2 separate regions of the Mus musculus genome follow, and region 2 is linked to region 1. A link is a contact called in public Micro-C data. All regions are on one chromosome and are shown on one strand. Each heading gives the region's core, a stretch centred on a gene start, on an enhancer-like site or on the middle of the called end of the contact. The rest is flanking DNA. Distances are from core to core; before and after follow the strand shown.

Evidence for each region. A called contact is a pair of places that touch in the nucleus more often than the background predicts.
Region 2: a contact with region 1 is called in a Micro-C map of muscle stem cells, with 4 times the contacts expected there. The contact joins the enhancer-like site here to the promoter of St8sia2 in region 1. A contact is called at or near these places in 6 of 484 Hi-C or Micro-C datasets (cortical neurons, muscle stem cells, myocytes and 1 more) and 1 of 9 other capture datasets (pancreatic islet).

The regions. Positions count from the first base shown.
Region 1 is chr7:74,011,943-74,015,247 of GRCm38.p6, forward strand. It overlaps St8sia2 (ST8 alpha-N-acetyl-neuraminide alpha-2,8-sialyltransferase 2), which reads right to left and starts at 1,740. Exons shown (of 6, transcript NM_009181.2): 1 at 1,455-1,740. The coding sequence starts at 1,552.
Region 2 is chr7:74,064,047-74,067,048 of GRCm38.p6, forward strand. No RefSeq gene overlaps it. Among named protein-coding and RNA genes, the nearest start is that of St8sia2, 52 kb to the left of the region's middle. Within about 2 kb of position 1,730, at least 26 of the 459 cell types and tissues checked have an H3K27ac peak or open chromatin away from gene starts, as enhancers often do. A contact at or near this core is called in muscle stem cells, where this site is marked.

The sequences.
Region 1 (3,305 bases), core at 490-2,989:
GCGGCACAGAGTGTATTAACTGAACATTAAGTGAAAGTTTTCGGAGTTCTTGGGGAAACCGAGGACGAGAGGAATGAAGCAGAGAGGGACTCTTGAAACATAGTGGAGTCCATAGAATGGTTTGTGGGGTTACAGAAAGGGACAGTGAGTGGGAGAGAGAAAGCAAAGGGTAGGAAGAGGCACCTGCTATTAGGTTAGGGTCCCTAGGGCCTCAGCATCTTGGATTCTGGACTCTCTCTGTTTTGGAGGGATCTGAAGGCAGGACCCATCCATTCTCTGTTCTTATATCCTTACGAACGAAGTTGGACAAAGGAGGGGCGCACGCAGCACAGGACGCTTGTTTGATTGAGCTTGGCTCCTCACTAATCCCACAGAGAATCAAATCCGCCTCCTGTGCTCTCAGGGACCTCACCCTTTTACTGAAGGCCACCTCAGAGCCTTGCTGCCTTCCTACATGTTCCACCACGGTTTGGAGGCTCCGGACATGGGTCGGGCTCCGCGTGCAGAAGACTGTAGGATCGGGAGCCAGCTTCAGCCCACGGGACACCCTGATTGATGAGCCCAGCTCAGTTAGACAGCTCATTCCAAGAAGTCCCGAACCAGGCACAGCTGGAGGTGTGGTCCCGCCTACCTCTGAAGAGATAGGGACAAGCTGAGATCGCGCGCTCCTGGGGACCCCGAAGCCCACCGGGCGGCGTTGGAGACTTTCCGACAACCTCCCCGGGTCTTGGCGCCGGCTGTGAGCGCTCAGCAACCTGGGGTTGCCTGGGGCCGTCGCAGGGTTGTCAGAGCACCCAAAGCCAGGGGAGAGCCCTGGTCTCCAGCACCGCGCGCCACACCTTTAGCGGTGCTACCCCCCACGCCCGGATCCTGGGCTGGCCGGCGGGAGGCGTGGGTGCGTACCGGTGTGTTCAGGGCACATTCCCCTTCCCAGGAGTCGGTACGGAGCCCTTCCCACTCATCTCCCGCCAGGGGATTCCCCTCCCCCAGCTCAGAGATCCCCCGCGCGCCCCCTGCCCACTTTGCCAAGGCGAGAAAACGGCCGAGCCGGAGACAAAGAAACTCCTGCCTGCCTCCACTCTCCGTCCTTCTACCCGCCCGAGACACTCCCCGGCGCCCTCCCTCGACCCCGGCGACACCGCGCGCGCACACGCCGGGGGAAGGGACTAGGGGACAGGGAGCAGGGTGGGTGAGTCCGCTTTCCCCACGCCGCGCGGCTACAGCTGCCCGTGCACCCCGCCCGGGGACGCCCCTCGGCAGCCGCGCCCCCATCATCCACTCCCTAAAGCGTCCCGGGCCCCTGACACTGCCACCCCCAGCCCAAACCGCCGGCACTATCCCTCCAGCTGAGCGACAGGGGGGCGCGGCGCACACAAAGCGGATGGGGAGTAAGGAGCCCAGGGGAAGAAGAGATCCCGCCGGGGATGGGGCACGGGCTCAGGGAGGCTATTTACCCGATTTCTTCTTCGATCTCTGAGATGTCTGCGAAGATGAGGAAGACCACGAGCAGCGTAAGCGCGGCCAGCATCCAGCTCCGGAACTGCAGCTGCATGGTGGGGTCGGTGCCCTCCGGGACCCGCGCGCGGGCCGGGGCGAGGAGCTGGGGCTGAAGGAGCCTCCGCGCTCCACGCGCAGCAGGGCACACACCCTGCGCTCCGGGCGAGTCCTGGCCGGCGGCGGCCAAGGCGACAGCAGCAGCAACAGACAAGGGTTGCTCTGGCGCGGCGAGCCCGCTCGCTCTCTCTCCGCTCCTGCCCGCCCCTCCCCTCCCCTCCCTCCTTCTCCCCCCCCCCTTTCCCCCCCGCCCCGCACTGGGCTCCAGGCGCAGTTTGACAGCTTTGCTCCGCGCCTTGCCTGGTCTCCTCCCACTAACTCTAGCGGCCACCCACCCGCCTTTGCTTTTCCTGCCCGAGAGGGCTCAGGGAGCTTGCCACTCCCGGCCTAGGAAGGCTGGGCTCCGGCCATCGAAAGCGACCCGGAGACTGAGCTGAGCCAGACAACTCGGAGCACCCGGGGCTGCTTGGCAAACGCCTAGCGTCGCTCGCTCTTTGTCCAGCGCCCTCGCTTCCTCTCAAAGTTTTCCCGACACAAAGACTAGCACCTTGGGGACGGTCTCCGGCGCGCTGCGAGGAGGCGGTATCCTCTGGGCTACGCTTCAGCAGTTGACGAATTGAAAGGGGAAGTGGAAGAGAGGAGGGGAGAAGAAATGGGCAAGAGGGGCCAACTTCACCAGCGATGTTCATGGCAATTGGTGGGCGAGGTGCTCAGCCTGCACAACACCACCTTCTCTATGGGCGGTCATCTCTGTCCATTTATAGACCCAAGCCCGGGAGCATGGAACTCTCGAGTTGTTTGAGGTCATGGCTAGAACCCAGGGATCCCCGTAGTACCTGCTCTACTTCCAAGAGCAGGCATAGTACCCACATTGTGGCTGGTACTGTACGTGCTTCATCCCCTTAGCTCGTGCTCTTTTCTGGTCTAATCAATAAACCCCTGGAGTCCTATCATGATCAAAAGGCCTTCTAGAAAAATACACTTCCCACAAAGGGAGATGCTCCTCCCCCCCACCCCATACCGAACGATTTCCCTGCTTCAGACCCTTTTAGCTCACTTTACCGTTACCTTTTGCCCTGCTGCGTCAAGAGGGAAGAACCCATTCATTAAGTTTTACTAGAACTAGATTACAACACACACACACACTGGATGTAACTTTTCAGAAGAAGCCAGATCGTCCTTTGGTTAGTGAAGGGTCCTAGAGGTTGCTTGTCAGAGGCGTTGAGAATGTCAATGCAGTGCCCTACTGTTTGGGAAGCACCTGTAGATAAACAGAGATGCCCAGTCGGTTGTCCTCCAGAACAACTCCAAGGAGGAGCTAGTAGTTCCCTTAGTGTAGTTCCCGTGTCTCTCCCAGGCCAAGGTGTGAAGGTCTAGGGAGCTCCCCACACTTCTTCATTGAGGAACAGGCTAAAGGGAGTGGTCTCTGCAGGAGGCCTGCTGGGTTTTGTTGCTGTTTTTATTTTTATTGTTGTTGTTGTTGGTGGTGGTACTGGTGGTAGTGGTGTGATTCAGGACAAGCTCTCACCTGCAGGGAGAGCCTCTATGCCCTGCCTGCTGACAGGATACGGAAACAGCGTGGTAAGGTGGGGGACAAGTTCTTCAGGGGTCTCCTCTGAGTGCCAGCAGCAGTTGTCTTTTTCCCAGAGGAGGGATGCGCCCCTTCCAGGGTGTTTCATTGCTTCCCCCCCCCCACCCTTGCACATCAGTTCCTTCCCTTTCAAGGAGTACCCAAGAGTAGCACACTTTCC
Region 2 (3,002 bases), core at 480-2,979, 52 kb after region 1:
ATTGATCATGCCAGTGTGAATCCAATCTCAGCAGGTGACGTGACCCTTTGCCACCAGAGCAAAGCAACCGAAGCAAACATCTTTAGAACTGCACAAGCCTACAGACTTGCACCAGAGCCTGGCAATTTTTCCTTTACCTCAGTAGCCATGGCTGCCAGTCCACTTTCTTTGCAATGGATTCTATGCCTAGGACTGCTAACTCACCATGGAATTCAGAGATTTGTCACACCGTGGTTTCTTCTTTTTCCCATTTATTGTATAATTTAAAATAATAATAATTTTATATTCATTGTATAAAGTTGATTTATGTTTTAATTTAAGCATATTGTATGATTTGACTATATCTGTACACTGTTGCCCTCTTCTGTAGGCCCCTTCCCCTCTCATGGGTCTTCCTTGTACACGAATATTCATAAAATGTAGGTCCTACTTATAAGAGAAAACCCGAGGTCCATTTTTCCTCATCCATCTTATTTAACTTAACTTCCTGGTCTTCACATCCATGTGTTTGCCTGCAAATGTCATAATCTCATTCCTCTTTAGGGCTGAAATTCCACTGTGTATACATACATCTGCTGATATACACCTGGGCTGGATCCGTAGCGTAGCTATCCTGAATAGTGCACAATAAACATGGATATGCAGGCATTTCTTAGCTGCCTTTGGGTGTATTTATAGGAGTGAGACAGTCAGCTCAAATAGTAGTTGTATTTTTATTTTTTTAATTTATTTATTTATATTTTTAAAGAAACTTCTTACCAATTTATCATGGCTGCATTAGTTTTCACTCCCACCAGCAGTGAATGAAAGCCCTATTTCCCCGGATCCTTAGCAGAATTTGTCTTACCTTTTGTTTTCAGTGATGGCCATTCTGACTGGAATGAGATTGGAATCCATGTGGTTGCAACTTGCATTTCCCCGAGGGCTGAGAATACTGAACATTTGTTTCTTGTATTTATTGGCCATTGGCACTTCATCTTTGAGAAGGGTCTGCTCATTTCATTTGCTTGTTTATTGATTGCGTGTTTTGTCTTTGATTTTTTTCTTTGAGTTGTTTATATAGCCTAGATATTAATCCCCTTGGAGATGCATAGCAGGCCACGATTTTCTCCCATTCTGGAAGCTGTCTCTTTGCCCAGCTAATTGTTTCCCTTGCCAGGCAGAAGCTTTTTAATTTCAGATCATTTCTCTTGTCAATTCTTACTATTATTTCCTGAGCTGCTGCAGCCCTTATGCCTAGACCTGAACGTGTATTTCTGTAGTTGCTTTCGGGGTACAGCTCTTCTTCAAAGCCAGCAGCGTTATTCCCTTAAAAGAATCAGAAAAATTACCAAGAAGCACTGTCCGCTTTGGGTGGGAACATCCTGCTTTCGTGGGTCTCTGAGAACACTGTTAACCGCTCCCACTCCTTCCTCGGGGAAAGGCTCCTCTCCGATCACCCTGGTGCTTTTCAGATGCGGGGCTTGTCACCATGAGTCTTCCTGGGCTGGACCTCTAGAGTTTCTGAGTTGGTCTGGCAGGAAGCCTGGGCTTCATGCTCCATCAAGTTCCCAGCTGTTGCTGATGTGTGGGCCTGGGAGTCACACTTCAAAAAAAAAATCTCAATTTTTTTTTAAGGTAGTCATGGCCAGAGGCATTTGTGGTATGCTGTCCTCCCACTTCCTGAACAGTGGTTCTTGACCTGAGTTGCATATTAATACCACCTGGGAGGCTTTTTAAGCTCCAGAAAGGGGTAGGTACAGCAAAGACCAAGCTAATTAGCCTCTCTGGGAAGGGTATTCACTCAGTCGCTGATGAGTGGAGAATTGCCCTTATGACTCAAACTTGCTCCCAGGACTGAGAAAACCCAGGCTATTCCTTTGTTCCCAGTGTTCTAGCTATTAATATGGCCTCCATTACACTGCTTTGCTAATGACTTACAGACTTCAGATTTTAGCCTAGATTTTGGTCTTCAGCTCCATCCTTTTGCATTCAACTATGTTAACATAGACATCTCTGGCTGAACCCATATCCTACCTCCTCCTCAGCATTCCCCATCACTGTGAAAGGCTCTTCTCTACCTATTTGCTCTAGTTACAAAGCTGACTTATATTTTACTCTAGCTCTGCATTAGTTTCTGTGGCTGCTGTAACTTTTTATATGATAGTAAATTAGTAGAAAGTTTGTTCTCACAGTCTCTGAGATCCGAGTCTGGAATCAAGATGCTGGTACAGCGGTTCTCCATCTGGGGACTGTTGTGAAGTAGGCTGTCTTTTCTAGCCTCAGCCAGCATTCCTTGGCTTGTGGTAACATCACTAGAATCTCTGCTCTATATTAATTTGTTTTCTTCATCAGTGTCCCTGCCTATTTTTTATGAAAGTGCTTGTGAGAGTATCTCAATATTGGAATATTACCCAGATACTCTGAGATAATCTGCCCTTATAAAGATCATTTGTATATGATATAAATAACATTTAAAGGTTCCAGCTTTAGGACTTGATACCATTGAGGACCATTATACATCCTACCATAAGATTCTCTATTCCTATTCACCATCTTCTTTTAATATGCAAACCATAGTTCCTAAGTATCTCTGGAGTCTTGTCTTCATTTCTGTGTTCAAATCCATATTCGAATCATTGTCTCCTGCCGGAACCCCTCAGTGTTAAAAGGACAATGCTGTAGACCAACTCAATTTAGTACTGTTTATTTGGGGAAAGCATAGCAAAAACAAAGATGATTTGTGAACTGGGCAGTTCCCAGAGCCATAGAAGGCTCTGAGAACTTCCAGCCAAGTGATCCTGCAGCCTTTATAGAAAAATGGAAATGAAGCGTGGAAAACAACTTAATTGTCCATAGCTTAGTCAGTTGACCAGTCAATCAGTTATGTACAGCTTAGCACATAAGCTTAGCTTAGCTTGAGCTGTTTGCAGTTTAGATAATTGTTGATGGAGCCCCCTGTAAGTGCTTTGATTGAACATTGGGTTCGTTTGATGGTCCTAGCCAGGTGACCTGTCCACGTC